6 separate regions of the Mus musculus genome follow, and all the other regions are linked to region 1. Evidence: chromatin contacts called from public Hi-C and HiChIP or PLAC-seq data. All regions are on one chromosome and are shown on one strand. The core of a region is the stretch at or near the end of the contact, and the rest is flanking DNA. Distances in the headings are between cores, read along the strand shown. Region 1 holds the start of Fjx1 (four jointed box 1). Region 2 overlaps Ldlrad3 (low density lipoprotein receptor class A domain containing 3). Region 3 overlaps Ldlrad3 (low density lipoprotein receptor class A domain containing 3). Region 4 overlaps Ldlrad3 (low density lipoprotein receptor class A domain containing 3). Region 5 overlaps Ldlrad3 (low density lipoprotein receptor class A domain containing 3). Region 6 overlaps Ldlrad3 (low density lipoprotein receptor class A domain containing 3).

Region 1 (4,485 bases), core at 1,138-3,637:
CTGGGGCTCAAACATGAAGTCCACTCATCATCTGAGACATGAGATCTTAGCCTGGCTCTTCACGCCTCCTTTCATCAGTACCCTTAGTGTGACTGTGAGAGTCTGGAACTTGGAGTGGCTGGTATTAAAGTGGACTTTCCCAGACTAATAATCTTGCTCCCCTCACATTCAGTCCCTCACCAATATTATTTTTTCCTTTTAAGAACTTGAGAGAAAAGTTTCTTTGTATCCTGTAGCAGTGAGATATTTAAACAAACAAACAAACGTGATGATGCTACTTGAAAAGCTTCATCTCGTTCTAGGTGAATCATTGCATCATTGCTGAATATGCGCTCAGTGCCAGGCTTTGTGCCCTGGCCACTGTTACACAGTGGGCAAGAGAACTCCCCATGCAGGGTACCATAGTGGGTCACTAGGCACTACACAGTCACAGATTCTGCCAAGAGCCAAAACCACAGAGTCACCAAGCACTGTGAATTGCCCCGCTGCCCTCGGGACATAACTTGGCCCACGGTGGCATTTAGTGTTCTGAGTTTAACTTAATCACCACTATAAAATGTAGTTCTCTAATTAGAGGATATTCTGATTATGCCCACAAGGTGGAGATCTTGCTTACAGTTTGCCCACACTAAACTCAATGCAGGGGGAAAAAAACACCTAAAAGTTACATCAAAAGACAAAAATTAAATTCAATGAATCCAGTTCTTATTTCATGTAATATACTATATTAGCTGGTATATGAAATAAAAATTTGATAAGAGACAGTCCCTGCTCTCTAGGGAAAGACAGGGGGAAGCTTGCATGAGGCAAGAAAAAAAAACTTTTTAATGAATTAATATATTGTACTGGATCCATATGGAAGGCACTGTAATCCTTTTATCAGATAAGCACTACAAGAAGCCCCGTGGTTGGGAACACATTTAAGAAAGACCCCACACTTTCAGGTGGCACACAAGGTACCAGTGGGAAAGAAACCCAGGAAGGTGTATGCCTTGGGTCAGCCATGTTTTGGAAGGTTAATGTATCTACTCTGTCACAAACATTTTACATTGTCTACCCTATAACTCCAGAATAAATATACACAGCACAGGCAGATGTAGCCCAGCTGAAACCTCGCATGTGTTCCCAGGAGAGGAATATAGGGAAAGGAAACACACACACACACACACACACATACACACACACAATGTGAAAGAAACCGATTTTAAACTCTGGCTGTAGGACTCGGGGAGGAGTCAGAAGAGAACCTGCTTAGCATACGTACTGTCCTGGGACAGTTCCCTGGCAGTGCCAGCTCTGGCTCTCAGGACCCCTCACGGCTCTGATCTTATGACTAAGAATCTCCAGTTTGAAATATGGGATACAAGAAGGGAAAGGAAAGATTCAGTTTGTTTCCAAGAGATTTGCTGGTAAATTAAATCCAAGAAAGTCTGGAGGAAGATGCATCAGTTTTTATAATGTGTTGGTTTGTTTTTTTCTTCACTGCCCCACTTCCCACTAGTCCTTTTTCCTTTACACTAAACTAGTAAAACAATTGTTTATTTTCCTTTGTTTGGGAGAAATTTATAATTGGGAATAAAGTGACTGACTAAATGACAACTTAAAAACAAGGTGAGAATGTTGACAATAAGTGTTTATATCTATCTAGATATCCCTATCTCTACATATTGAACTTTCTTTAAAATGGGAAAGCCAAGTGGCATGCGACCAGGGGACCTGACTTGGCTGTCCAACTTGCACAGCAAGGTTTAATTCCAAGCATCCCTGAGAAAAGTCACAGAAGTTAACCTCATTGCTCTCAAGCCTGCAATGATCCATACCGGGGAGCTTGCATCTGGAGAGAGGTTATGGGTTCAAAGTCATTGGCTACAGATGGTTCCTCTCCCAGCTGGAGTCACATCCTCTAGGGCTCGAGACTTTCCGGGGAATTTACATAAGCCAGCGTGAATCACACCAAGTGAGGTAGCAAAAGGACTCACCCTGACCCCTGCCTGTACTGCGGTGGGGGGCTGTCTGAAGTTTTCAGATCAGACACAGTCCAAAGGAGGGTACAAGGGGATCATCCCACTCCCAACAAGAGCACCGGACACGCCGCTACTCCCAAGCCCTACAATTGGTCTCTGCCCCCGCCCCCGCTCCGACGCCCCCGCACGGACGCCCTCAGTTCAGCCTCCTCCCCGCCCCGAAGTCCGGGACAGAACGTGGGGCCACCTCTCGCTCCTGGAAGGATCGGTTGCCGCTTTAAGGGGAAGAGGAAGGGAAGGGGCGGGGGAGTGGGGGGCGGGGAGAGGCGGCAGAGGAGGGGGAGGGGGATCCCCCTCGCTCCCACGTGGTCCGGGCGCCTGTGAATCGCGCCCGCCGGAGGGTCTCACAGCGAAATACAAAAGCTGCTGGGAAGCCACGGGGAGGCGAGTTCCCAGCGCCGGGGCAGAGCGCTGGCCAGAGCCCCGCAGCGCTCCGCGGCCGCGATGGGGCTCCGGCACCCGAAGCCCCGGAGCCAGCTAGCAGCCGGGCCCGCCTCGCCGCCCGCACCCGGGCGCCCGGGCTTGGCTTGAAGCGGCGGCGGTGGCACCGGCGCGCCGGCAGGAGCATGGGGAGGAAGATGCGGGGCGCCGCCGCCGCCGCGGGGCTCTGGCTGCTGGCTTTGAGCTCGCTGCTGACGCTGTGGGGAGGACTCCTGCCACCGCGGACCGAGCTGCCAGCCTCCCGGCCGCCCGAAGATCGACTCCCTCCGCATCCGATCCAGAGTGGCGGCCCCGCGCCCGAGCCGCGATTCCCTCTGCCCCCGCCCCTAGTATGGGACGCCCGCGGCGGCTCCCTGAAAACTTTCCGGGCGCTGCTCACCCTGGCGGCCGGCGCGGATAACCCGCCTAGGAGGCACCAGGACGACCGCGGGCGGCACGAGCCCTCCGGGCTGTCCTGGCCAGAGGAGCGCAGGGCGGTGCACGGGGGCGTCTTCTGGAGCCGCGGCCTGGAGGAGCAGGTTCCCCGGGGCTTTTCCGAAGCCCAAGCAGCAGCGTGGCTGGAGGTGGCACGGGGTGCTCGGGTGGTGGCTCTGGATCGCGGGGGCTGCGGACGCAGTTCCAACCGCCTAGCCCGCTTTGCCGACGGCACCCGTGCCTGTGTACGCTACGGCATCAACCCAGAGCAGATACAGGGCGAGGCCCTGTCCTACTACCTTGCGCGCCTGCTGGGCCTCCAGCGCCACGTGCCGCCGCTGGCACTGGCTCGGGTGGAGGCTCGGGGCGCGCAGTGGGTGCAGGTGCAGGAGGAGCTGCGCACCGCGCACTGGACCGAGGGCAGCGTGGTGAGCCTGACGCGCTGGCTGCCTAACCTCACCGACGTGGTGGTGCCCGAGCCCTGGCGATCAGAGGACGGCCGTCTGCGGCCCCTGCGCGACGCCGGGGGCGAGCTGACCAACCTCAGCCAGGCGGAGCTGGTGGACTTGGTACAATGGACCGATCTGATCCTCTTCGATTACCTGACGGCCAACTTTGACCGGCTTGTGAGCAACCTCTTCAGCTTACAGTGGGACCCACGCGTTATGCACCGCGCTACGAGCAACCTGCACCGAGGACCAGGAGGGGCGTTGGTCTTTCTGGACAATGAGGCGGGCTTGGTGCACGGCTACCGGGTAGCCGGCATGTGGGACAAGTATAACGAACCGCTGCTACAGTCGGTGTGTGTATTCCGAGAGCGGACTGCTAGGCGCGTCTTGGAGCTGCACCGGGGTCAGGACGCGGCGGCCCGGTTGCTGCGCCTCTACAGTCGCCACGAACCGCGTTTCCCAGAGCTGGCGGAGCTCTCAGAACCCCACGCTCAGCTGCTACAGCGCCGCCTTGACTTCCTCGCCAAACACATTTTGCACTGCAAGGCCAAGTACGGCCGCCGGCCCGGGGACTTAATAACACTCCGAGGAAGAGAGGGACTGGGGTATGAATGATGGGGGTTAGGGCTGTCTTCTCTGCCACGGGCAACGACCAACCAGCCAACGCCCACCCAATGGTCTGATCGCCAAGCTGTCTAAAAAAAAAAATTGTGTGTTACCCACTTGCCCCTTTCTTTTCATGCCAGGCTGTTTCCTTTCCAAGTTCTGGAAGGGCAAACTCACCGAGGCGAGAAGTGTAACATTCCCTCCACCTAGCTTATAAAAAGAGTTCTGTGCTTGTGTGGAGATTGGATCCGAAGAAACTGGCTGCTGGGGTTTGGCCCGGGAATGGCAGTCTCTTTGGGAGATGCAGTCCATTTTTGTCGCCCCCTCCACCCCTTCCCAAAAAGGAAAACTTCCGTTTGAGCTAATTCCTCTATTTCCTACTAAACACAGCGCTGGTGGCCCCAGAGCAGGCTGTGACAAGGGCTGGTGAAACCCCCTTCCTGTGTTCGCCCTTTGTTCCGGCGCGCGATGGTGAGATAACTGTTCCAAGCTGAGGGACAGCTCTGGATAGGACAAAGAGAGCAAGACTTCCCCGCCCCTGGGAGCCCTCC
Region 2 (4,485 bases), core at 1,302-3,801, 490 kb after region 1:
CCATGGGAACAAACACAGTAATAACTGCAGGTAAGATCCTTGATGAATGCTAAAATTAGTGGGGGGAAAGCTGAATCAAAATCAGGATATTTGCATATTAAAGGCTTTCCCTCAAGATAATTAGTAACTACTGAGGGGAAATGAGTTCCAGGCCAGCCTGCATTACAGAGACAAGACACTCTCCAAAGTCAGTCTTGTGCTTTATTAAGGTATAATGTGTTTAAAATTACAGATATCTGCTAATGTCTGGACTATTTATGGTAAGCTATATTAAAAAAACTGAACAAAACAAATGTAGGAGCTAATGGTTATCTATGGGGGAGGTGGGGCTGGAAGGCAGATCAGAGAAACAGTTTACTTTTCAGCTTTGAAAAGTGCATGTATAGCCTATACAGAAAAAAATCTTAAATAATATAACTAGCCAGGGTAGTTCTGAGATTCCCAGTGTCCCTTGTCTGTCCTGTATTGACTTCTCCCCGTACCAGTGACTGGGCATCTTTTGACTCCCTGACTGTGCTTAGTAAATGGTTAATAAGTAAAGAAGTGGGCTCTGTGCTGGCTGGCGTGCCACACAGTTCATTTTCCTATCACCTTGATCCTTGTGGGTCCCTCTTCCTGCAAAGGCCAGCTTGGGCCCTCACTCAGCAACAAAAAGGCTTTGATTTCTCACTTGCTTGTTTTATGCAGCCTGTTAATGTTTAAAATGTGTGCCCGAACTCCAGCCTGTCTTGGTCAGCTGGAGGGCTTTCAGCAGGGATACATGGGCTCTAACGTGGCCCCAGGGAAACTCCATTCTTATTTCCCCCTCTAAGAATCAAGCAGGTAATACGGAATCCCTCATAGCCCCAGACCCTGTAGTTATTCATCTATTATGAAAGAGTCAGCTCCTGTGACCCGCTGCCCAGGAGGCCCCTGGTGTTGAAATGAATCCTGAAGAGCCCTGTCATTAAAATGCCCCACCGCTCCGCCAAGCCTTTTTGTCAAGAGGCACAAACATGAGACATCCAAGGAGAAGACAGGGTTGCTCAGGCAGGCAATACTGCACGGCCTCCCAGGGAGATCATGGAGGCAGAGAGCAGACGGATGTATTAATCATTCAAGGGCCTCAGAGCTGATATTGAGACCAAGTTTGCTATTTCCTGTAGGAACATTTTAGTAGCTTGCTTCTAAGACAACAAAAGAAACAAGCCAGCCAGACATTGTGGTGCATATCTATAATCCCGGTGCGCAGGAGGCAAAGACAAGGGGATTAGGAGTGTAAAGCCAGCCTGGGCTACATAGATGCACTCTGTCTCAAACAGGGTAAGGGAGCAAAAGCCAGTGGAAATGAGTTGCATTTGAATTCTCCTTGATTTCTTGATGTCTCTCTCTCTCTCTCTCTCTCTCTCTCTCTCTCTCTCTCTCTTTTACACTAGTAGTTATATCTTCTGGCCATAATTGTTAATATTCTGCATGGCTAGACTAATTTTTCAGAATTAGTTCATATGTGGGACAACCATATTCTGAGTTTTGTGAGTCTAAAAAGTCATCATCATGACTATCCTACTTGGACAGTGGAGCAGAAAAAGCAACCAGAGGCAACTCTCAAGTGAATGGGTATGATGGTGTATCAATAAAGCTTTATTTATAAAAACAAAATAACAAAAACAAGCATGAGGTCAGCCTTTGGCCATCCCTGGCTAGAGCACAGATGCTGGAAGAGATTCGGGTTGTAGAAGACTAGAGGGTAAGATTTTAGAGACCCCACTCCTGATCGGTGTTTGGAACATGGGTTGCTTCTCCTAGGCCATAGAACAAGGAGTGAGCTGGGAGCTTAATTGCTTCTGGAAAAGAACTTTATAGATAAGGAGAGAAAAATGTGGAACAATAGAGAAGGACAAGACAGGAAGTTGAGGGAATGGCTAAGGGGTTTATATGGTGCCAGTCTAACACCAGAGCCTCTGTCTCCAGGAACTGGCTGGAGGCGCCCTTTGAGGAGCCGTGTTGGGACCGGAGGGGATTTGTTCTCTCGTCACCTACTAATGAGATTTTATTTGCATTGACTTAACTAGACAGATTTTTCTCTCCCCAGTTTATTGGGTGAACCTTTTCCCTGCAGTATTATCTGTGGGTGATTATGCCATACTCCCAGCTGATCAAAGTACCCTGCTCTCAAATCCTGCTGGAGTTAGCATATTCTGCCCTGGCCGCTGTCACAGAAGGCTCAATAAACCATTGCATTGTAACTCAGCAAGCCTTATTACTGGACCAGAAACCAACTGACCATTGAGTTTAAAGAATGTCTGCTAAGCATTTAATTTTACAGCCTCCACCAAACACTCCAGGTAAATAGATACAGTAAGCAATAGAAATAGTAATTCTGCACAGCCCTTACTCAGCGAATTCTGGGAGGCACCGATATTCATTTAAGTTCCTTGCAGGAGCAGCTGAGATTGTCCTGAGAGGAATCCCAGGATTGCTAAAGCTCTTCCTTTCGCAGAAGAGGGGACTCCACCCCCTGCAAGCTTTGACTCTAGTGGGTCAGTTCATTTCAAGTCTACACGCCTGTGCTGTCTTCCCTGGTGTTTGTTCTTGCTTTGTTTGCTTAACACCATTCTGTGCTCTGCAGTGGGAGTGGTGGGAAGGGACTCTGGCTCTCCATGCCCATAGCACTCGTCCCTTGATGTTTTTTTAAGTGATAACATAATTGAGCAGAGTTCTGAAAAGGCCACCCAGGCCCTAGCTCCCAATTACCCTCATCATGAAGTCTTGGAAGCAATCTGAATTCCCATTAAAAAAAAGAAAAGTCCGCTTCCACCTTAAATAGCCAATTAAACGCTTTCCCCTCCAGCCAGTTCTGAAACTGCCCTGGGCCCCGCTTCTTGACTGAGAGGCCATTAGCCAGCTACTTCCCTAGGTTGTCTCTAGGTTATTCCTCCTCACAGATGACTAGATCCAAGGTCTCAGAGTCTTAGCAGGATACCTCAAACTTTCACTATGCTCAGGAGCTGACCTTGGGGTGAACAGGTTAGAAACTGATGGGAAAAAGAGCTTTGTCTGAGGTGATGGCTTAGTTGGTAAAGTGAATCTGGCCTCCAGAACCCATAACTAAAAGAAGCTAGAGGCAGCCAGTTCTACCAATCTCATGACTCCAGGGCCAGCTGTCGCTCCCACCTCGGCCGGCAAGGAAGACACAACACGGTCGGATTCTTCTCAACAGCCTTTATTGCAGGAACACCTCGATGCTGCTACGGGAACTCCAGGCACCCAGGGAGGTCTGCTTATATGCACCCCAGCACAGGGAAAGGCTTTGTGTCCTCCTGGGATAGGTTGAACTGCTGTCACCTAATTAGCATGTACCGGCTCGGGAGGGGTTGGCGCCAGACTCCCCTTAGACCTGCGCTGATGTTGTTTATGACAACGGCACACCTGGTGCCCGGCGCCATCTTAGAGTTGGCTTCCTACAGCCAGCTCTCGTGACCCAGGGCCAGCTCTGGCACACTCTCAGCCCCAGGCCAGCTCTACCCTGCTGCCCAGGTGAGGCGCAGGAACTGCTCTCCCAAGTGCTGCAGCAGGTGAGGGGCAGGGCCAGCTCTCCTGGCTGCCATTGGCAAGGGGCAAGAGGAGAGAAACCTTTCTCCCTCGCCCATGTCACTGGCCACACCTCTCACCATCTGCAATACTCAGAATAGTGGGCCCTGCACATCACCTGGGCAGCAGGCTAGAGCTGGTCCTTGTAACAGGGTTTGCTGGTGATCTGGCCACAGCGGCATGGGAGCAGGAGAGCAGACAAGGTGACCAGCTCAAATGCCTCTGAGGCCAGATATTAGGGTGGGACTTTGATATCCACCCCAATATCTTCCCCATTGATGAACTGCTGGAGTGCATGAAGGGGCTGGTCCTACAGATCCAAAACTACAGGATCTCCATGACACAGGGCAACAACAGGATATCCAAGAGGGGTCCCAGTGAGGTTCCAGTATCATAGAGTAGCAGAAACAACGACTCATTGCAGTGAGCATCTGCAAGCAAAGACGTGTGGAGAAGGGGGTTTACTGTGGGACACAGTGACATGCTACAGCTTCTGTGAGATTTAGTCTTTTCTGTCGAGGGACAGTTTGCAAGGGTGGCCGTCAGCTACAGGGGGAAGGGGAGATGAGTGGGACTGGGTGCATGATGTGAAATTCACAAAGGATCAATAAAAGGGGGTTTGGTTTGGTTTGGTTTGAAGCTAGAGTTAGTAGTGCATGCTTGTAATCCTGAGCTGACGAGGCAGAGACAAAGGAGGGTCCCTGGGGCTTGCTCACCAGGCCTACCAAGGCCCAGGCCAGCCAGCGGAAAACCCTGACTCAAAAATGTAAGGTGGTCACAAATGTAAGGTGAGGAACAGCCAAGGCTGTCCTCTGGGCTCTTCACGTACATGCGTGCAGACACACACATACTTATACATATATATACACACACATATACACATACACTTATATATATACACACATACACTTATCC
Region 3 (4,485 bases), core at 760-3,259, 450 kb after region 1:
TAGTCCATGTTAGCCTTGCTGCAGCAGCAACAAAAAAAAGTAATTCTTTCTCAGAGGTCATTTTTTTCCTTCTAAATGTTTTTATTAGCTCCTTGTTCAAGCTAGGAACTTGCCTGGCAGAGGAAAGCGTCTTTGATGGGCCTGGGAGATGGCTCAGAAGGCAAAGCGCTTGTTGTGCAAGCACGAGGACCTGATTTTGGACCCCCAGCCACCATGGGAAAGACACCAGGCATGGCTTCTGCACTCCAGCGCAGGGGGAGCGGAGATAGGGGCATCCCCTGAACCTGGTACTAGCCAGCCTTGCCAAAATAGTGAGACCATGCCTCGGAAATTAATAAGGTGGGCAGCAATAGAGAAAGACACCTGACGCACCCTCACAAAGGTGAACACATCTACAGAGAGTGGGGACAGGGACTCTGAATACAGTAACAGTGATTGCCTTTGTAGCCATAGCTTACTTCCTGTGTTGGTTGGGAGGATTAGAGTTGAAAGTGCATTAGTGACCTTTGAATGCCATGCAATTATGTACTGGGAACCTAAGCTGGAAGCCAGATCCTGGATCTCTAGAATGCCCATCCATCTCTGATTTCTTCCTCTACTAGGAGAGAGAAGGAAACTATTTGGCATTTTCCAAGAGCTGTTGGAGTATGATATACTGGGTGTGCTCTCCCAAGATTCCTGTGAAGCAAAGGCTAGTTGAATGGACGGATTGATGGATGGCAGATGATGGATTTATGGATGGATAGATGACAGATGATGGATGGATGAATAGATGGATGACAAATGATGATACATAAATATATTAGTGGGTGGATAGATGGATGGATGGATGGATGGATGGACGGATGGATGCAGTTTGACAGTTCCAAGGAACAACTCCATTTTCATGCCAGGACTTAACCAGCTCCTCTAGTTGAAGAGGTAAGGTGGATACCATAGAAGATGTGTCCATCCAGGGCTTCACACCGGGGAAATTTTGTTTTGCCAGTAAGTATAGTCACTGTGGCAATGCAGCCCCTAAGTAGAGTAACAGGGGCAAGTGTAGGTTATCCGAGGACACAAGCCTATACTCCAACCAGCTTTGTATAACCCACTATATGTAATGCATCATAGGTGCTCATTAAATGTTTAAATGAATGAAACGTGTCAGTTAACATAGGCTCTCTGGAAATACATTAACATCTATCAAGAGTTCGGCAGTCTACAGATTTTGAAATATCCAAAAATAATCACCCCTGGAGAGATCTCCGTAAATCAGCAATGAAAGAGCTAAGAGAAAACTATAAATCATTCCATTACTGTTTCATACGTTTCCAAGTAAGTGATTTTGGAAGCATGAGTGGTGCATAAGCTGTATTTAGCCTTGGTGTGCTAAGCAAATTTGAACCAAATATAAATCCTGGCATGATATTTTTAATCCCCATGGGGAGGGACAGGACGCTGGAGGAGAGTTGAGAGAGCATCCAAGCTATTTGGGAAAGTTTAATCTACATTTTTAGAAAGATGCAGTTTGAAGAATTAGAATATCAATCACCCCCACTGGTGGGATTCTTCATCTAAGGAGAAGTGACAGCAGCCCCAGCGTTCCTCGAGTCTCTTCAGATCACATTATTAATATGGGTTTTGTCGCCCTGTGAGCCATGTGTGAGCTTTCTTGGCATATGTCCCTGTCCTTCGTCTCCTTATTTACAGCTTGCAGTAGACTTGTTGAGTGTGAAGCAAGAACCCAGACAGAATGTTAATGCAGACAAATGACATGTGAGCCGGTGACATCTTGGGGCTTGGGTGCACATCACTGAGAGAGGCCCAGTCAGCTGTGGCCATGCTCTGGCATTAGCTTTGATTTGCTCCGCATTGCATGAAGAATGAAGTCTCAGCTGTGAGCATCTCAGACAGGAGCTGATGATGGCCCTTAAATCTATCCTTCCCCACCGGAGACTGACTTAATTAGCCAGGGCGCTGAGCTTAACTAATGGTGGGGCCCGGTGAATGCTTGATTTGCAATGGAAATTCAGGTTGGCATGGAGTCTCGGTGTTAAGAATGCATTGGTGAGTTTTGCAGCAGTTCCCCAGCCCCTTCTCACAAGTCTTCCTTCCTGGAATATTTCAAATTCTGAGACAGCCTTGTCCTTAGAACTGGATCCTATCCACCAGCCTCAGCGGTTGTGATATTTAGCAGGACAGATATAGACAGACTTGAGAGGCCAAACAGCTTCTTCCTCCTCAGACAGATGAAACAAAGACCAGCTCACTGCCTGGCTTTGTGTGTCTGTCTGCAAGGGTGTTTGGTATCAGGGGAAAATTCCAGGAGCTAAATCCAGGGGCAGAAAAAGCAGTGCAGCTGCATTAGGCAGGAAGCCAGTGATCTGGGATCAGGAAAGGGGTCTGGGATGATGGAAGCCTCAAGATAAGCAGTTTTGGTTGGATGCCAGCACGGGCAGTTGCCTGCTTTAATGTCTGGATAAGAACTTGCTTGTAATTGGTAGATGGATTGCGTGGATGGAGATGGAGCATGAAAATAATCTATTCCCTTCCCTCAATTAAACATCCCCCCCTTCTTTGTCATTCCGACTGCTCAGCTGACCCAGCCTCCTGATCGCCAGCACAAGAGCAGCTCATATCCCTGCGGGGTGGGGATTCGTTTCTGGGATCCATATCAAAGTGCTTGCCCTGACTTCCCTACCTATGATGTGTGGCAGGGTAAGTAACATACACAGTGTGGATAAGTGGGTTTGGGGAGATGCGGATCCGAGATACCAAGTTGTAGGTGGGCACCTTTTAAGTCTCATTTCCGTCCAGTTTCTTCCTTTCCTATCCATGTACTGACGTGCCCACTTGACCACTTCCTCATGCACTGATGGTGGCTTCCTAAAGAGTGGTGTGTGTACAGCGATGGGGATTGGGCTTCAAGTAGGGTTTTTTTTTTCCTTTAGAAAAGAAAATGAAAGATAGATAAGAGGAGCTAGTTCAGCAAGCAAAAGCGCTTGCTCTGCAGCCTGCCAACTTCAGCTCAATCCCCAGGATCCGAATAAGGGAGAAGGAGAGAACTGAATCCACAGCATTTGTTCAGAAATGCTTGATACTTGGTGGCTGGGTTGGCAAGGGATGGTGTTTGCAGTATAAGTGCAGTATATTAAGATGACCGACAGCTAAGAGGGGAAGGCTTGGAGTACTGGACAAGACATGTGGACTCCACACCACAGAAATTTCTGTTTGTTGGGTCAGCAGTGGCTGCTCACCTCCGTGCCCTTGCCCTGGTCTTGCTTCACTGGCTTACAGAAATAGACACCAAGAGCTTCTGGGAGAAGAGAGACATCAGTGATAGGACTGGGTAAAGACATTGCTTCTGCCACTTCCCCTAGTGAGACTTTGGGTTACTTAAGAACTGACAGTGTGACTGAGTCTATGAATATCAGCAACTATCCATCTTGGAGCTTCTCAGCTCAGCTTTCAGAAAAGATTAAAATTGTGGAGATGCCTTACATGAACACATAGGCCTTAGGGCAACTGTCCATCAAGAGTGACCTCCTCCTCTTGCTCCTCCTCTTCTCCCCCTCCCCTTCTTCCTGCTGTTGCAACGTGGTTAGACCCACTCAAGAGTCACTTTATTTAAACTTGAATGAGTCAGCCACTTGGAAAGCAAGCACATCAATAAACTCATTACTCAGATGAAATTGTTCCCCTGTCCCTGCACCTTACATCTGTCCTTAAATTGCTCCTCATTTCCAGAAACAGATGGCCTGCTTCAAAAAATTTTTGCTTGAATGGAAAAAACAATCTAGAGATGATAGATTTCAAGTGCACTGACTTGCGGGGGAAACAAGATGCTGATGTTGAGGCTGACCACTGGCAAGGAGTAGCATCCAGTCTGGTCCCTAACTATTCATCCACTGTTCTCTGCACTGTACAGCAGTTTCCTTCCAAGTAATGGAGTTCTGCAGGAGAAGTGACTGTGTGAGACTCTTCCTAGAATCGAGTGGTTAAAAGCTGACGGGCTGACTCCTTTAATTTCTTAAGCAAAGCATTTAGAACAGAGCTAGGTGCTTTGTAAGGAAGCAGCTAGGTTCCCCAATGTCCCAGATCTGGATGTAATGTTAGAAAATCCAGTGTTACAAATGTGTTTCACCTGGAATTAGCCAGGGTTCAATTTTTATTGTTTGTGGAAAAGGACATCTTTTTAAAATCTTATGCAACTGATTTGCTTTTCAGAAACACAATAAGTCTTGCTTCCATTATGGAAGTAAATACTCTGATTACAGGATGTTTCAAGAATATAGAAGGGGGAAATAAACCCGTGTTTCCCGCTTGCAGAAATAAGCATTACAGCAATTGGCATTCTTCCTTCTACCTTTTTTCTGTGCTAAGGTAATGGAGTCTCTTGGTCCTTCCAATTAGGATATTCATTGCTTTGCATCCTATTTTCTCCCTCTTCAGTAAATATCTCCATCCTGAAAACTCGTGCTTGGCGTCCTTAATGGCTATGTG
Region 4 (4,485 bases), core at 1,027-3,526, 400 kb after region 1:
CTACCAAGGAATAGAGAGTGTGTCCTATTTGCTTTTCTAGTCCCAGAGGTCCAACCTAGTGGCCCTCTGCCTCACCCATAATGGGCTCTGTAAGTGTTAGCAAATGGGAAAAATCTGTTATGTTTAACTTGCACTCTGTGGTACCACATCATGTCTTTGTTTCAGTATGTGTGTGAAACTAGCCACAGTTTATGAAAGCAACAAGAAGTACTGTTCTGTGTCCAATAAAGGAAGTTTCTGCCTTTCCGACTATGGGGATGTGTCCCAAAGTAAGTACAAGATGAGAGTCTTGGATATGAGTTCCCTTGGCCAGCCTGTGTTTCTGCATCCCTCCTAGGTTCTCTCCCTGCTCAAATGAGCCTGGATTACTCAAGAGTGCACTTTGTGCGCTCTAAATGTGAACTACCAGGGCTCCATACAGTGTCTCCCTGAAGCATCTCAGAGACTTCTTGACTGCACATAATGCACACTCATGTCTTATGGCATCATCATTGGTTACAATGCTCTGGGAAGTCGGCTCAGTTGACTCTGTGTCCTGAAACATCAGTTGATGTGGGAAAAAAATATATTTTACATTGTTTATTTAGAAGAAATGAATAAATATGACTTCAAGGTAAGAACATGGGTTGTTCAAAATGCTTTTCTCCTCCTCTGAGTAGGTTGAAGCCAGCCTCCATCCCATCATGGATCCTCTGTGAGGAGCTGGAGCCAGGGTGGCCATCAGAGTGCATTGCAGTGACTTTGTGGTGGGGTCAGGTTTTGTCAGGGCTTCATTGATTGACAGCATAGTCTGCTGTAGGTCCTTTCAGAGGGTACCTTTGGGCAGCATCACTGTGACTGTCCTATGCTTGGGATCTAGGATACTGTGTATCTTAGATACAGCAGCAGCTGCTATGCAGATGATGGGCGTGAACATCATTCAGGTGACCTTGAAAATTCTACCTGAATGTGGCTTTGGTGTCTAGTGATGACACCTTCTGACACTTGTGCCTGTGTGTAATCCCACCTCTTTGTCTGTGATCTGGATGGTTTGACTAGTCCCTCCCTCCCTCCTGTCTAGAAAAATGCATAAAATTGACTATCTTAACTTTTGAAAGTACTTTTTAAAGTTCAGTGGCAGAAATTACTCTTTCCATTATGCAGCCAATTGCTAGAACTTTCACATCTTGAAATTCTGAATGCACTTAAGAAACAAAGAAAAAAAGTGTTCCCTCTCTGCTCCACCCCATAACCCTGGTAACTGCTTTTCCACTTTCTATCTTGGTTGCTTTGGAGGTTTTGGGGACTTGTAGAGGAGAATCAAATATCGTGACTTTATTGTAAGATGCTTAGTTCAACTTAGCATGTCATCAAGTTCATCTATTTTATAACATGTAGGCAATTTCCTTCCTGTGAAAGACTGAATAATATTCCATTTTATTGTTGATATATCACGTTTGATTTCTCTGTCAGCAAACACGTTTGGCCCCTCCCCCCTTTGACTATTGTGAATACTGCTGTGTGAGAACATATGTACAAATTATGACCTGGTTTTAAGCAAAAGAAATTCAGCAAACAGGTTGGGTGTCATTTCTAGGAACAGGCCATGAATAGATAGCCCTTCCCTCTCACTCTGTGTTGCTTGCTCTGACAAAAGCCACTTTCCATGTTGTGAGTTGCAGTGTTGCAGAGACTGCTGGGACAGGGAGCCGAGGAAGGACTCTGACGTAAAGCCAGGAAGGAATTGAGGCCCACCAGCGGCCTCAGGTGAGGCTGGAGGGAGAGCCTCCTCTCAAGGAGGCTCCAGTGGTTTCGTATTCTAGTCCCAGGTCATGGTGACCAGTCAGGGCTTTGGGAGGGACCATAAGGACTTTATAGGGAGAGAACATTCTGGGGTTCAAGCTTGGTGTCAGGGACCTTTGTCCCATTCACGTGGTTCTGCTCTGTTCTAACCCCTCCCCCTTCACCCCAGGACCTTGTGCTCTTCTGGCCCACTTTCTCGATGAAGAACTAAAGACTACTTAGACCAAGTGCATACTGCAAGTGAGTAGGGAGCTAAGGTGTGAACTTGAGTTGAGGCAGTGCTCCTTCTCCTGACCCTGCCCACACCACCCTGTCCGCCTCTGCCCTCTGGTACTCTGGAACTCCAGGAAGCAGTCTAGCCCGAGCTGCAGAGAGCTAAATGGAAGGGGGAACTGTGATCCAGGGGAAGGGCACGGTCCTCCTCTTGGCTCTCACATGTATGCTTCCTCAAGGATAGTACCACACTGATGAGCTGGCTCTCCACCCCTCGAGCATTTTCGAAGTGTGTTCTGCCAGTGAGTCACCCTAGCAGGGAGTTGGTTGGCAGTGTTGCGCCTGCCAGAGCAGCTTCCTTTCCTTGCTGTGCTCTGGCGATAAGACTTCAGGAGAATGGCAGGCTGTGAGAGCTTTGGCACCTTACCAGAGCCAGAAATGATGCTTTGTGCTGTTTCTTTTGCAGGTCTGTGTGTGTGTGTGTGTGTGTGTGTGTGTGTGTGTGTGTGTGTGTGTGTGTGCGCGCGCGCGCGCGCGCACGAGCCTGTGTGCGTGTCAGGGAGGGACAGAGAGAGTTGGAACTTAGAAATTACATACTAGGATCTTGCTCTCTTTTTGAGTTACATTTTTTTCTCCTCAAAATTCATTTCTCACAATCTGGACCCTGCCTCCAGGTCCACAGAACATGTCCATATTTAAGAGCAGGGTCCTTGACGATATAATTAGTAGGAAGAGGTCCCATTAGGATAGGGTGGGCCGCTGATGTGACCGTGTCTTTATTGTAGTGGGATTTGGGGTCTCAGAAACACACACTCAGGGAGAACATTGTATGACATAAAAACAGAAGAGGAGGATGCCTGCAGCACAGATGGCCAAGAAACCACAGATGGCCAGGGAGGGATGTGGAACCGACTGTCCTCACAGCCCTCAGAGGAAAGCCCTCGGCCAGCACCTTAATCTTGGACTTATGGTCTCCCACATTGTGAGACAATAGATTTTTACTGATGAACACCCCACCCCACAAGTCGGCCTTACCATAACAAACTGATATACCATTACCATAAGTCCTACCCAACCAACTTCTTCAGCCCCCAAGAAATGACCCCTAATTAAAGCATAGCCACACCTTCTGTGGGACACCAGATGTGGTGACAGAAATGTGAAGGTCTGGAGAGTCATCAGACAGGCCAAGTGACATGACCCTGAGGAGACGGGAGGTCCTGGGGCTGCTGAGAAAAGCTCTCTGGGGAGAGCACTGGTCTTGCCTCTGTGTGGGGGTGGTAGACTATGCTGAGCTTGAGGGACGCCTCTCATCTTGTATTTCAAGGGTCTCGTTTTCTATATCCGTGCTCCCCTTAGCTCCAGGCTTCTTAGCTCAGTCCCAAGTGGCTCTGTATAAAGTCACCCACCCCCTTTCAGACCCCTGGGACCTTGCACTTGTTTCTTAGCCCTCTCTAGGCCTCCTCTAGTTCTCTTCTGCTCCTGTGATAAGCACAACGCAAAGGAAGAAAGGGTTTATTTCATCTTACATCTGCAGGTCCATCTTTGAGGGAAGTCAGGGCAGGATCCTGAAGTAGAAACCATTGGCTTGTTCTCATGGTTCACCCTAAGAGCTGTCATTTGGCTAATGGTGAAATTTAGAGCTTGGTATTTGTCCCATGGGCCACCTCCACTGTCCACCATGTGGTAGACTGAATTATCATTCTCAGTTCTTTGCTCTTTAAGAGCCTTTTTACTGTTAGCAGAATGGCCAAAGAAAATGCCTCTGTTAATGTCCTCTGCTTACTTTGGCCAGTGGAACATTGGGTGACATAGAGAGACCCAAGGCAGTTGGCGTGCTTGCTAAGGTGTGGGGTCCCTTGCATTGGAATGTTGCCCAGATTATTAAAACCCCCAAAGGGAGAACACAGAGCAAGTGGTTTTTCGGGCCTGAGGCCAGGCAGAGACTCACAGTAGTGGAAGCCTGGCAAAGGCTGCTCACTGCATGGCGACAGGAAAGAGAAGGATGACAGAAGGGAAGAGTTTAGGTATATCTTTCACAAGCTAAGCTTGCTTCTGTTGGCACACTTTCTCCAGTTAACCCCGTACTGCACCCCGATCCTCACCTGCACCCCCATCTTCCCCTGCACCCTCCCCCCAGTTTCTTTGTTCAATCTGGATAGGTCAGAGTTCCTATGATCTAACCATCTCTAAAAATGCCCTCACAAACATGCTCGGGTGTGTGCTGTGGGAACTCTCTCACTGTCCCTTATCCAGTCAGCTTCACCATCACATGAAGGGGCTAACGGTGAGAAGAGTTGGGCCAGTGTTTTCAGGGAGGAAGTCAAGCCATAATCACTGAGACAGCGAAAAGCTGGACGAGAGCATCAAAGGCGGCGAGTAGGCTGTGCGGGCCACGAAGGGCTATCAGTCGGGCGGGGTGGGGCGGGGTGGGGGTGGAGGCTCTGTGAGTAACTGGCCAGGTGTGCTTGGTCTCTGTATGACCTCAAG
Region 5 (4,485 bases), core at 1,311-3,810, 330 kb after region 1:
TGGGGTCCTGGTGTTCCACTTCTTGCCACTCCAGAATGCCAGGCTCTAGATTTTTGCAAGCCCGATGGTTGTGGATGGGAGCTTCCTTGTTAGTCACTAGGTGATTACAATAACTTAGCACCCCTTCCTCAGTAGGAACACCTGCTGTGGATGCTTTGTCCAGCCCTGCCCCCACCCCTCCCAGGGCCACAGCATCCTTTGTGTTCTCACATGCAGTTTTGCAAGAAAATTCTACATATCCCCACTTTGTATCTTTCCCAGTGGATGGAGTGTCTGAACCATGTTTATAGAATTTACCCAATGACCTGGAACTTCACATTTTAATGCAGTTGTATTCAACTGCCTTTTCCTTTCTGGCCTGTGCTTGTTTTGAGTCTTAGTTGAGAAATCCTTCATCATCAAGATGTGCTTTGGGGCCAGAATGAAGGTCATTTTGCTTTTCTGGCTCATTCCCTGGCTGGCATTGTTATGTTACAGCTTTGCCTGCAGTTTGGGAGGGTGCAGGGGGAGGGGGAGGGGGAGCAGATGGTCTGTTGTGGAATGGATCACAGAGACTGTGGAGGTGGCTGCCCTGATCTCTGGGTGCATGGGGATAAACTAGGGGCTGAAATACAGCCCTTCCTCTTGACCTCCGCCTGCTTCTGTGCCGGAGGGAAGAGATGATTAGCTTTATCATAAGCCTCGCTTATCACCAGCCTGATGCAGTTGGTCAGAAAACTGCCCCCTCTCCTGACCTTCAGCTCAGCTTCACTGACCCCTACTTCTGTTGCTGCTGCTGCAAGCTGCCTAAGGAAAAGGTTTGGGGTGGGGCACATTGTACTTTGGGGTGGGGCTCATTGCACTGGGCTCTTGCAGCACCCTCTGTGCAGCCCACCTGGTGAGGACTTGGGTAAGCCAGAGAAAGAGAACAATAGGAAATGGGTTCAAGCTATTCACTCTGTGCCTCTCTCCCTGGGAATTTAGAAAAGCTTCCTTCTGCAGGTCCCGCCAGTCATTGATCCACTGTATGACATATGGCAAAGCAAAATTGAAGTTCAAGGCAGGTCAGATGAATTTATGTCAGAACTGGAAATAAATGTCTGTAGGAGTCAGCAGGTTCTTCTGTCCCCATACTGCGGTCAGCAGCCGTTTGTGGGTGTCTATGGATGCCTGGTACTTGATTGTTGCTACAGACACAGGGCAGCAGAAGAGACGAGATTCTCTGGGGCCAGGGAACCGTTAGGTAAATAGCAGTCTCTTTCTCGTGAGGTGAGTGTGGTGGGGTGGACAGATGGCACAGTTGTAGGTTGATAAGTGGTTGTACGTGCCCATTACCTGTCGTCTGATGCTTCCTGATCTACAGGCTTCAATCCTTAGAAAGATGCAAAGGGCAGACAATTATAAGCGTTGACTTTTGCTTACACAAGAAGTTCATTACCCCCTACCCCACTCCTCTCTGTGGTAGACCTGGAATATAGAAAGTTACTCTTAATGATTTTGAAGATTTAAAAAATGTATCAGTGAAAGATGTATGAGATACTATTCTCTTTCTTAGATAGGTACCTATCCAATAACTTAGCCTAGATTCCTGGCCAGCAAGACTGAAGTATTAACTATCTGACTCTTTCTAGCTGTGTGACCTTGGGTGAGTCTTGTCTTCAGTCTGCTCCTTCATCTATAAAATGGGCAGGGGATTCTTCTAAGAACTTAAAAGAAAAAAGGGAGGGGGCTATTAAAGTCCTGCCACATCCAAGTGCTTTGGTAGACAGTAGATCTTCCGCAGAGGAAGGCCTGTAGTACTTGGCGTCTCAGGGGCTGTTCACAGAGCCAGAGGAAGGACAAAGCAAGGCTCTGGTGTGGCACAGGGTTCAACTTGTGGATTGTATCAAGAGGAGCTGCAGGGCCTCTGGAGGGTGGACATGAGACCTTATCCCAGTGGCTCAGTAGCTCCCCGAAACAGGAACACCATTCCCACATAATTTTCCTCATGAAGTGATGCAAGGACGTGAAAGCATATGTAAGATTGTAAGCAGAAGCTTCAGCCCAAGAGGACAGAGGTCCAAAGGAGAATAACTTAGAGAGCTGACTCCTTAGGGAAACTGTGAGTTCCTGCACCTCCTCCTGTGACCTTCCCTTGCTTCCTGAATGCTGGCCACTGGCCTTCTTCCCTCACTTGTTTTATAAGAAGGAAACAAAACATCTGCCATCTTGGAGCACTTCCTGGGAGAAACAAGCCATGAGCCGTGTGATGGGCAGATGCTAGGCAGACGCTAGCTGAGCTCCATCACTAGCCTAGCGTCCTTCTCCATCCTTAACTCTCGCTCAGGGAAACACCATGTGACTAACATAGGATTTTCTTTCAGGATCAGGGATCATGTTTTTGTTATATCTGTGGCTATAAAAGTCAGCTGAAGTGTGGGGTTATGTTACACTTTCTCAGCAATATATCAGGGTGATCCTCCTCCATCAGATGGGTAAACGGAGGTAGCACTAGTGGAATGAGCTCCTGGGGCAGAGGGAGTATAGATTAACAAGGCCGTGGGCGGGGAGGGGGGCTGGCTAAGCACAGGTGCTTGGAGCTAGGCCAGACCAGACATCCTTGTGTGACTGCTGCCTTCTCGGTGACAGCCAGATGCTCCCCTATCCAAGCTTGAACAGGAAGATATTTGCATGATGAGGACCAAATGGCTTTTGGAAAAATACACAGGACAGATGTCCGAGGTTCTGTGTAGCGCTCACATCACACGGGAACAGTCCAGAGCACAAAGGCTCTTCACACATGTTCTAGGTATGCTTATAAACAAATCACTGAAGAAGAGCTCACTAGGTGGTGTTAACCTGTCGGTGAGTGAAAGTATATGTCCATGCAGGTGTGTCTGCATGTCTCAAGAAATGAGTCCTGGAGAAAAGCACGAAAAGGTAGTAGGGAAGGAAGGTCTCTCTGAGATCTGCAAGCATGAATGCTAAGCTGTGTGTGTGCTGCGCAGACGAGTTGTGCCTCTTGTTCCGTTCAGCGGTGCCCACAGATCTAGGCTGTCAGGAAGAGAAGGAGGAGAATCGAAGGGAGCAATCGGAAAGCAGAGTCTACTGATAGTTTGCAGATGTCCATTCAGACCCGACCATGACGACCATGACGGCTGCTGCTAGGGAGGGAGCCGCAGCGGAGAGCAAGGAGAAGTGCCAAAGGACAGCAGCTGTCAGGATGAAATTCCCATTTCACAGCTGGAAACGTTTGTGTCACTGGCTGAATGTCCTGGGCGACTGCAGTGAGCATAGCCCCGCTGGAGTTTCTAGTTGTTCCGGTTCTGTTCCCCACATCAAATAAGAGTTGCGGGCCAGGGGCCCTGGAAGACGCTTTAGCAACAGGCTGCTGTCTTCTGCCCGACAAGGAAGGGCGTGGCTTTTACTTTTCCATTCCTGCACAGATGGTGCAGTTATTTTCAGTTAAGTGATGTTCTGCAGGGAAACATGCAACTCCTTTGGATTCTTTGACTTAGTGAAAAAGAGAGAGGAGAGGAGGAGGAAGCCAACTTTGTGCTAAGGCTGGTCATGTTTTTATTTAAGTATATTCCGAGACACCGAACTGGGAGAAATATTGCTGCCATTAGAATGCCCAGCTGTTGGGTTGAAAGATTTCTAACCTTTCAAGCAGACAGGATAGCGATCTACCTGTTCAGGTTTAGGTTCTCTGTATTCCTTAGTTTAACTATGTATGCACAGTCCCACACAAGTGCTAGAGAAATGGGGTAAGGGTGATGGGGTGGTTCAGGGATGGAGGTTAAGGTACTAATGCCATGCCTGGTTTACTTCTTAGAGTTGTCAGTGATACTTATGGGAGAGCTGGGAATTGTAGAATCCTGGGGTGCAGAGCTGAGGACAGACAGAGCCTGTGCCTCTGGGTGTGGTGTGTGTGTATGTGTGTGTGTGGTGTGTTTGTGTGTGTGGTGTGTATGGTGTGTGTGTGTATGTGTGTGATGTATGTGGGGTGTGTGTGTGTATGTGTGGTATGTATGCATGTGGTGTGTATGTGTGTGGTGTGTGTATGTGTTTGTGTGTGGTGTGTATGTGTGTATGGTGTGTGTATGTGTGTGTGTGTGCCTAGCAGGAATATTCCTTAAGAGGCAATCACTAACATGGGCTGGGATTAAGGGAAACACAGGATGGGATCAGAGGGATTAATAGAAGAACCAGCCTCAGGCTGGGTGCCTGGGACAGGTTCTCAGATTTGATGACTTATGCTGGGGGTCAAAAGAATAAGCAGAAGGAGGAGAGCATATTGGATTAGATTTCCAGTACAATAGTGTGGCTTGAACGTCAGATTGTTTGTCTCATCAGAGAGATCTGAGATCAAGCTGTCAGCTGGGTTGGTTCCTTTCAGCCCCATCCCCTGATTTACTAATGGTTCCCTGTGTCTTCATGTTGTTTCTCCTGTGTGTGTGTGTGTGTGTGTGTGTGTGTGTGTGTGTGTGTGTGTCTGCCCTAATTTTCTTTTCCAGTGAGGATACC
Region 6 (4,485 bases), core at 1,421-3,920, 310 kb after region 1:
ATATACAGACAGACAGACAGATCCCTAGGACTCACTGGCCAGGTGCCTAGCTTAGTGAGTGAGCCACAGACCAACAAGGCAGGTGACACTTTTTTCAAGGCACAAACCTAGAGATTGTCCTTTAACTTCCACATGCACAAGCAACTGTACCATACACACACACATGCACACACACATGCACACACACACACACACACACACACACACACACACACAAATAAAAAAGAAAGAAGAATGACAGATATTTTCATCCTGGCTCGCACAGGCCTGGCCAGGGCCCCCGAGAGCTCACTTAACCCACTGTCCCCAACTTTCTAGTAGATAAGAACTAGGGACCACCTAAATTGTAAGGTGGCACTTGTGTCACGGTTTATAGGCACGCCACAAATTTATTAAGATGACTTGTCTTACAACAGTGCCAACTTCATTTATTAGCTTTCTGCCGCAGAGCAACCCTGTTGGGTTACCACCACTTTCTGTTAGGTAAAGCCATACCCAATTCCAATTAAGTCAAAGAATGTCTAATTTCCTGAAGTCAGGATTGAGGTCATAGCCTAGAGGGCTCAGGAATTCCAAGTGTAACTAATCCATCAAATTATGATTACAGAGAGGAAATACCCTATCAATATCCGATGTGCTGAGAGGGTCACCTGCTGGTGACCAATCATTCTGAATAGCCATGCCCCGTCTGAGTGGACTGGGCTGGTGTGTGTGTGGTGTCTCCTAGGTGTGAGTCCCATTCTGGAACTGGTCAGCTTCCTTTCTGATATCCTGTTTCTGTTGAAATGTGAAGCACTTGCAGGCTGCTGTGGCAAAAGGGGTTGGCTTTTGCTCCTTCCATGTCACCTGTGCTTCCTCCTGAAGTCCAAACTCCTTCATCCATGGTGTGTGTGTGTGTGTGTGTGTGTGTGTGTATCTTCCAAAAGGGGGGTAGGATGGAGAGAGAGAGAGAACAGAAGAGGGGAAAGTGAAGGGGCAGGGGGAGAGAAAAGAGGGGAAGGAAGAGAGGGAGGGAAAGGAGAGAGTAAGAAAGGGAGAGATGGGAGGGGTGGAAAAGAGAGGAAAAAAGGAGAGGGATGAGGAAGGAGGAGGAGACAGAGAGCATGAACATTCGAATGCGTTGGTCATATTTTATAGAATCTTGCCACATTCTGCTTCTTGGAGAAAATGGCTTATCTTCAGTGTCATTGTCCCTATTTTATGGGGCCATGCTCCTGAGATGGATCATCCTATAGCTTCCCTTTGGCTATAGAGAGGACGACCCCTGGCTGTGGTCCCATTACTTTACAGCTATTGATAGAGATAATTCTAACAAAGTCGAAAGTGAAATGGAAACGCAGTTTAAACACTCTAGTCTTGACCCAGCAATGGCCTCTCTCTCCCCATCCTGCTACAAATAGGAGGCAGGGACCTGATAATTCACCCCCTTGGTAATTCGCATCTAACCCCAGCAGATGGTTTTGTTTAATCCTTTTATTTTCCCCTAAATCATATAACGGGAACTCACAGATTAGGGGAGAAGAGCCGAGAGTTTTGGAGGCGTGTGTAACTGGGATCTGGGTGGAGGAACCTGACTTTTCTCACTATGGTTTTCCCATGGATACCACCAGAGGTGTAAGATGCCTTCAGAGTTGTTCTGCATGTTAGGTGGGCATCCTCCGGGACAGTCCTCAGCTGTGTGCCCAGAACAGACATGGTGACCTGCTGAATGCACTTGACCTGGTGTTCCTGCCCCTCCTACCTTTGGGGCCCTCTGGAGCCAGCTGCCCCTCTGGGCACTGAAGCTGCTTGCTACACCGAACCTGGCTTAAACGGTTCTCTGGTTATGTGATCTTAGGTGAGGTATTTAGCTTTTATTTCCTCCTGGGTGACCTCGGCACTGTTTCCTTCCTCACTCATAGGGTGGAATCATGTGATGATATTGGTGAAGACTCCTGTGTACTTAGCCTAGCACCCAGCATATGGACAGTGCTAGGTTGTTGGGTTAAATCTCCCCTGATCCCACCCATCTTGTCCTTACTTCTGGCTGTATCTGCTTTGCCACAGATGGGAACACCCCATTCTTGTGTAGGAAGCAAATCTTTCAGCTTAGCAGGAAAGAAACATGTGATGTTTCTGCCACCCCTAGTTGAATGCTGTGCCCATCTCACAATAGGGCTTGATTTGGGTCATTCTATCTTCAACCACACACAATGGGCTCCTCTGACTCTTCCAATCCTCGGGGAGAAAGTTAACAATTCTAATTCCAAGAGCTCTGGGAAGACCCACCCACTCAGCAGGCATTATTTATTTATGCTTTAATCTTTGTAGATTACTCCAAGTTGCTTGATGCTCTCCAGAAAGCCCCTGAGTAAATGGAAGTTGTGCATACACCCAAAGTAATTAATGCACTTTCTACTAGTGCAGGAACATGTAATTTGCAGGAATGTGTGTCAAGACCCACCCTGCTAAATTTATACCCTGTAATTTGCAACGTTCGCTGGCACCGAATCTGTAGAGCAGTGAGCAGTGAGAGGAGCTTACCTGCTTCGCAATTATATCTGCTGGCTGGTGTTGCAGGGTTGGGTAACTGGGAGAGAGGAGATTTCAATCACTTAAGTAAATGAGAAGTGGCTCCCTGGGGCCCATCTGAGATGGCCCTCTGGTCTGAAGGCTGGTTAATCATGTTTCCTCTGTGCAGAGTTGAGAGCTGCTGAGGACGGAGGAAGGGAAGACTAGAAGGCACGGGTCCTGAGTGTAAAGGGACCTTCGGCTTGAGAGAGGTTTGTACATCGTCTCCCCCTCAGAGAGCCTCCAGGAAAGAAACACATGGGGCTAATCGAACAGAAGTGGTTTAATGGAATATTTTATGAGCTGCATCTGCCCTCATCGCTGGCTTTGGGGAGAGTCCTGTTAGTTTTTAAGACTGGAAGTCACATCTGTAGACCAGTGAGTTCTGTGATGTCCTCGTAAACTTTCTTGGTTGGAGAATCCTGTGGGAGAATCATTGCCGGCTGAAGTTCAGCCTTCTGGTTCTGCCCAGTGCTGGGAGGGAGATGGGAGCCAAGGCATGGCAGTTCCTACCTGAACGCCCGGTGTTCTGGAGACTGAGGCAAGAGGGTCTCAAGTTCCAGGCTACACAGGGCTACATAGCAAGACCTTGTTTCAAAACAAAAACTGAAACAAAATAAAACAAAACATATGCAGGGGTGGGCTGGCTGGGGTTCCCCAACACAGGAATCCAGCGGAAGACGATTTGAGGTTTAGTTAGCCCCAGCGCTGAAGATTCTGTTTCTTCTGAATGACATTAGGTACTTACTGAACCTTGTGTCTTTCCCTCATGTGTGGAATGGAAGTAATAGTAGCTCTGATTGGCCTGGTTATGAAAATGAGGTGTTCGTAACGGTGCCTGGCACCCAGAGGACACACAGTAAACGGTCCGTTTTCAGGAATGCCATTTACATTTGGAGAAGGCACCATACTCATTAATTACAAACATCCCTCGGCTACCCAAACCAGAAGTGGAATGGGTAAACAAGCCAGGAATCCTGTACTCTTTGAAAATCCATTTGAGGCTGGAAAATGTGGATTTGATTCACACCAGGCTGTGAATGAGAGGGGCCTGTAAAAGTCTCCACCATCTTTACCTCAGGACTTTTCTAAGATGCTGGGGGCCTTCTCTAGGGTTGGAAAATATAGGGAAGGCTATGGAATCTGGGTCAGGAGAGCCTTTCTCCCAGGAGATGATCCGTAAATGATCCTGTTACGAATGTGGCTTTTCACCTTTGTGTCCGAGTCCATGGACAGCTGAGCTTGGGGAAGAAGGTTCTTTTCTCTGTGCATCTCTGTGTGGCTGCATCTCCCACTACTAAATACTTATGGGCTGATGATGGCACCTGGGGAAGACCTGTGTTTAACTGACTGAATATTAAGAAGCATGTTTAAGAGAAGCGGTCTTTGGCTTTTTTACAGCAATGAATTCATTCCTGTTTGCTGCTCTTCTGCAGGAAGCTGTGCGGTCTGAGGGAGCGGGGCAGCTCTGTTTCCTTATGGCTTTTCCAGCTTGGACTGGGATTTCCTCTGAGGACTTATTTAGGACAACAGCAACAACAACAACACCACCAAAATACATGTTTATAGTGGTGTTGCCTCAGTGGAGATTAGAGCCTTCTCTTGAAATTTTAGTTATGAAAATAACATACACTGTGTTTCTGTTTGCTTGAATCGGATGTAGTCTTAGCTTCCTTTTTTTCTTCAGTGGGTATACTACCCTCCAATACTACCCTCCAGATGCTACCCCACCCCCCACCCCCCGACACACACACTGTGGCCAAGGCCCTGCACACAACTGGGTTTCTTAGCCTGGCTTCCTTGTATGCAAAAAAAAAAAAAAAAAAAAGATTTTGTCCTGTTCACATGTCCATGGGCTCCCCAGCTCCCATCCGAGGCTCCTCCCTTTTCTTTAGAGTTTCTAGAGGAGTTCATTTCTCTGAAAAATTTCCTTGT

Evidence for each region. A called contact is a pair of places that touch in the nucleus more often than the background predicts. HiChIP or PLAC-seq counts read pairs in DNA pulled down with a chosen protein or histone mark.
Region 2: a contact with region 1 is called in an H3K4me3 HiChIP or PLAC-seq map of embryonic limb bud, with 4 times the contacts expected there. The contact joins the enhancer-like site here to the promoter of Fjx1 in region 1. A contact is called at or near these places in 7 of 39 promoter capture datasets (the 3T3-L1 cell line, hippocampal neurons, liver and 3 more), 1 of 15 datasets of contacts at CTCF or cohesin (large pre-B cells), 7 of 484 Hi-C or Micro-C datasets (the N1E-115 cell line, Th1 cells, bone marrow-derived macrophages and 3 more), 21 of 115 datasets of contacts at active chromatin or transcription factors (SST interneurons, T-cell acute lymphoblastic leukemia, astrocytes and 16 more) and 3 of 9 other capture datasets (adipose tissue, embryonic stem cells and liver).
Region 3: a contact with region 1 is called in an H3K4me3 HiChIP or PLAC-seq map of embryonic forebrain, with 10 times the contacts expected there. The contact joins the enhancer-like site here to the promoter of Fjx1 in region 1. A contact is called at or near these places in 3 of 39 promoter capture datasets (hippocampal neurons, liver and neural stem cells), 2 of 15 datasets of contacts at CTCF or cohesin (the NIH/3T3 cell line and large pre-B cells), 4 of 484 Hi-C or Micro-C datasets (the N1E-115 cell line, bone marrow-derived macrophages, cerebral cortex and 1 more), 24 of 115 datasets of contacts at active chromatin or transcription factors (T-cell acute lymphoblastic leukemia, bone marrow-derived macrophages, cardiomyocytes and 19 more) and 2 of 9 other capture datasets (adipose tissue and liver).
Region 4: a contact with region 1 is called in an H3K4me3 HiChIP or PLAC-seq map of forebrain, with 5 times the contacts expected there. The contact joins the enhancer-like site here to the promoter of Fjx1 in region 1. A contact is called at or near these places in 11 of 39 promoter capture datasets (3T3-L1-derived adipocytes, the C10 cell line, the HPC-7 cell line and 8 more), 1 of 15 datasets of contacts at CTCF or cohesin (pro-B cells), 27 of 115 datasets of contacts at active chromatin or transcription factors (SST interneurons, T-cell acute lymphoblastic leukemia, bone marrow-derived macrophages and 18 more) and 2 of 9 other capture datasets (embryonic stem cells and liver).
Region 5: an H3K4me3 HiChIP or PLAC-seq map of craniofacial prominence shows a contact between it and region 1, with 5 times the contacts expected there. The contact joins the enhancer-like site here to the promoter of Fjx1 in region 1. A contact is called at or near these places in 4 of 39 promoter capture datasets (HPC-7-derived erythroid cells, Sertoli cells, frontonasal cranial neural crest and 1 more), 4 of 15 datasets of contacts at CTCF or cohesin (the NIH/3T3 cell line, large pre-B cells and pro-B cells), 10 of 484 Hi-C or Micro-C datasets (CD8 T cells, the G1E-ER4 cell line, LSK cells and 7 more), 30 of 115 datasets of contacts at active chromatin or transcription factors (SST interneurons, T-cell acute lymphoblastic leukemia, bone marrow-derived macrophages and 20 more) and 4 of 9 other capture datasets (adipose tissue, embryonic stem cells, liver and 1 more).
Region 6: a contact with region 1 is called in a Hi-C map of the N1E-115 cell line, with 9 times the contacts expected there. The contact joins the enhancer-like site here to the promoter of Fjx1 in region 1. A contact is called at or near these places in 8 of 39 promoter capture datasets (the 3T3-L1 cell line, 3T3-L1-derived adipocytes, the C10 cell line and 4 more), 2 of 15 datasets of contacts at CTCF or cohesin (large pre-B cells and pro-B cells), 5 of 484 Hi-C or Micro-C datasets (the HPC-7 cell line, the N1E-115 cell line, Sertoli cells and 2 more), 19 of 115 datasets of contacts at active chromatin or transcription factors (SST interneurons, T-cell acute lymphoblastic leukemia, craniofacial prominence and 14 more) and 1 of 9 other capture datasets (adipose tissue).

Annotation. Positions count from the first base shown.
Region 1 is chr2:102,449,694-102,454,178 of GRCm38.p6, reverse strand. Fjx1 (four jointed box 1) reads left to right here and starts at 2,387. Exons shown (of 1, transcript NM_010218.2): 1 at 2,387-4,485. The coding sequence starts at 2,591. The coding sequence ends at 3,943.
Region 2 is chr2:101,963,912-101,968,396 of GRCm38.p6, reverse strand. All of the region lies in intron 4 of Ldlrad3 (low density lipoprotein receptor class A domain containing 3), which reads left to right. Among named protein-coding and RNA genes, the nearest start is that of Gm39888, 26 kb to the left of the region's middle. Within about 2 kb of position 2,551, at least 15 of the 459 cell types and tissues checked have an H3K27ac peak or open chromatin away from gene starts, as enhancers often do. A contact at or near this core is called in embryonic limb bud and liver, where this site is marked.
Region 3 is chr2:102,000,980-102,005,464 of GRCm38.p6, reverse strand. The region is part of intron 4 of Ldlrad3 (low density lipoprotein receptor class A domain containing 3); the gene reads left to right. All of the region lies in intron 1 of Gm39888 (a long non-coding RNA gene), which reads right to left. Among named protein-coding and RNA genes, the nearest start is that of Gm39888, 11 kb to the right of the region's middle. Within about 2 kb of position 2,009, at least 77 of the 459 cell types and tissues checked have an H3K27ac peak or open chromatin away from gene starts, as enhancers often do. A contact at or near this core is called in the N1E-115 cell line, cerebral cortex, cortical neurons and 9 more, where this site is marked.
Region 4 is chr2:102,050,927-102,055,411 of GRCm38.p6, reverse strand. All of the region lies in intron 4 of Ldlrad3 (low density lipoprotein receptor class A domain containing 3), which reads left to right. Among named protein-coding and RNA genes, the nearest start is that of Gm39888, 61 kb to the right of the region's middle. Within about 2 kb of position 2,276, at least 94 of the 459 cell types and tissues checked have an H3K27ac peak or open chromatin away from gene starts, as enhancers often do. A contact at or near this core is called in SST interneurons, bone marrow-derived macrophages, double positive thymocytes and 5 more, where this site is marked.
Region 5 is chr2:102,118,001-102,122,485 of GRCm38.p6, reverse strand. The region is part of intron 1 of Ldlrad3 (low density lipoprotein receptor class A domain containing 3); the gene reads left to right. Among named protein-coding and RNA genes, the nearest start is that of Ldlrad3, 66 kb to the left of the region's middle. Within about 2 kb of position 2,560, at least 40 of the 459 cell types and tissues checked have an H3K27ac peak or open chromatin away from gene starts, as enhancers often do. A contact at or near this core is called in T-cell acute lymphoblastic leukemia, craniofacial prominence, double positive thymocytes and 6 more, where this site is marked.
Region 6 is chr2:102,136,171-102,140,655 of GRCm38.p6, reverse strand. The region is part of intron 1 of Ldlrad3 (low density lipoprotein receptor class A domain containing 3); the gene reads left to right. Among named protein-coding and RNA genes, the nearest start is that of Ldlrad3, 48 kb to the left of the region's middle. Within about 2 kb of position 2,670, at least 28 of the 459 cell types and tissues checked have an H3K27ac peak or open chromatin away from gene starts, as enhancers often do. A contact at or near this core is called in the N1E-115 cell line and uterus, where this site is marked.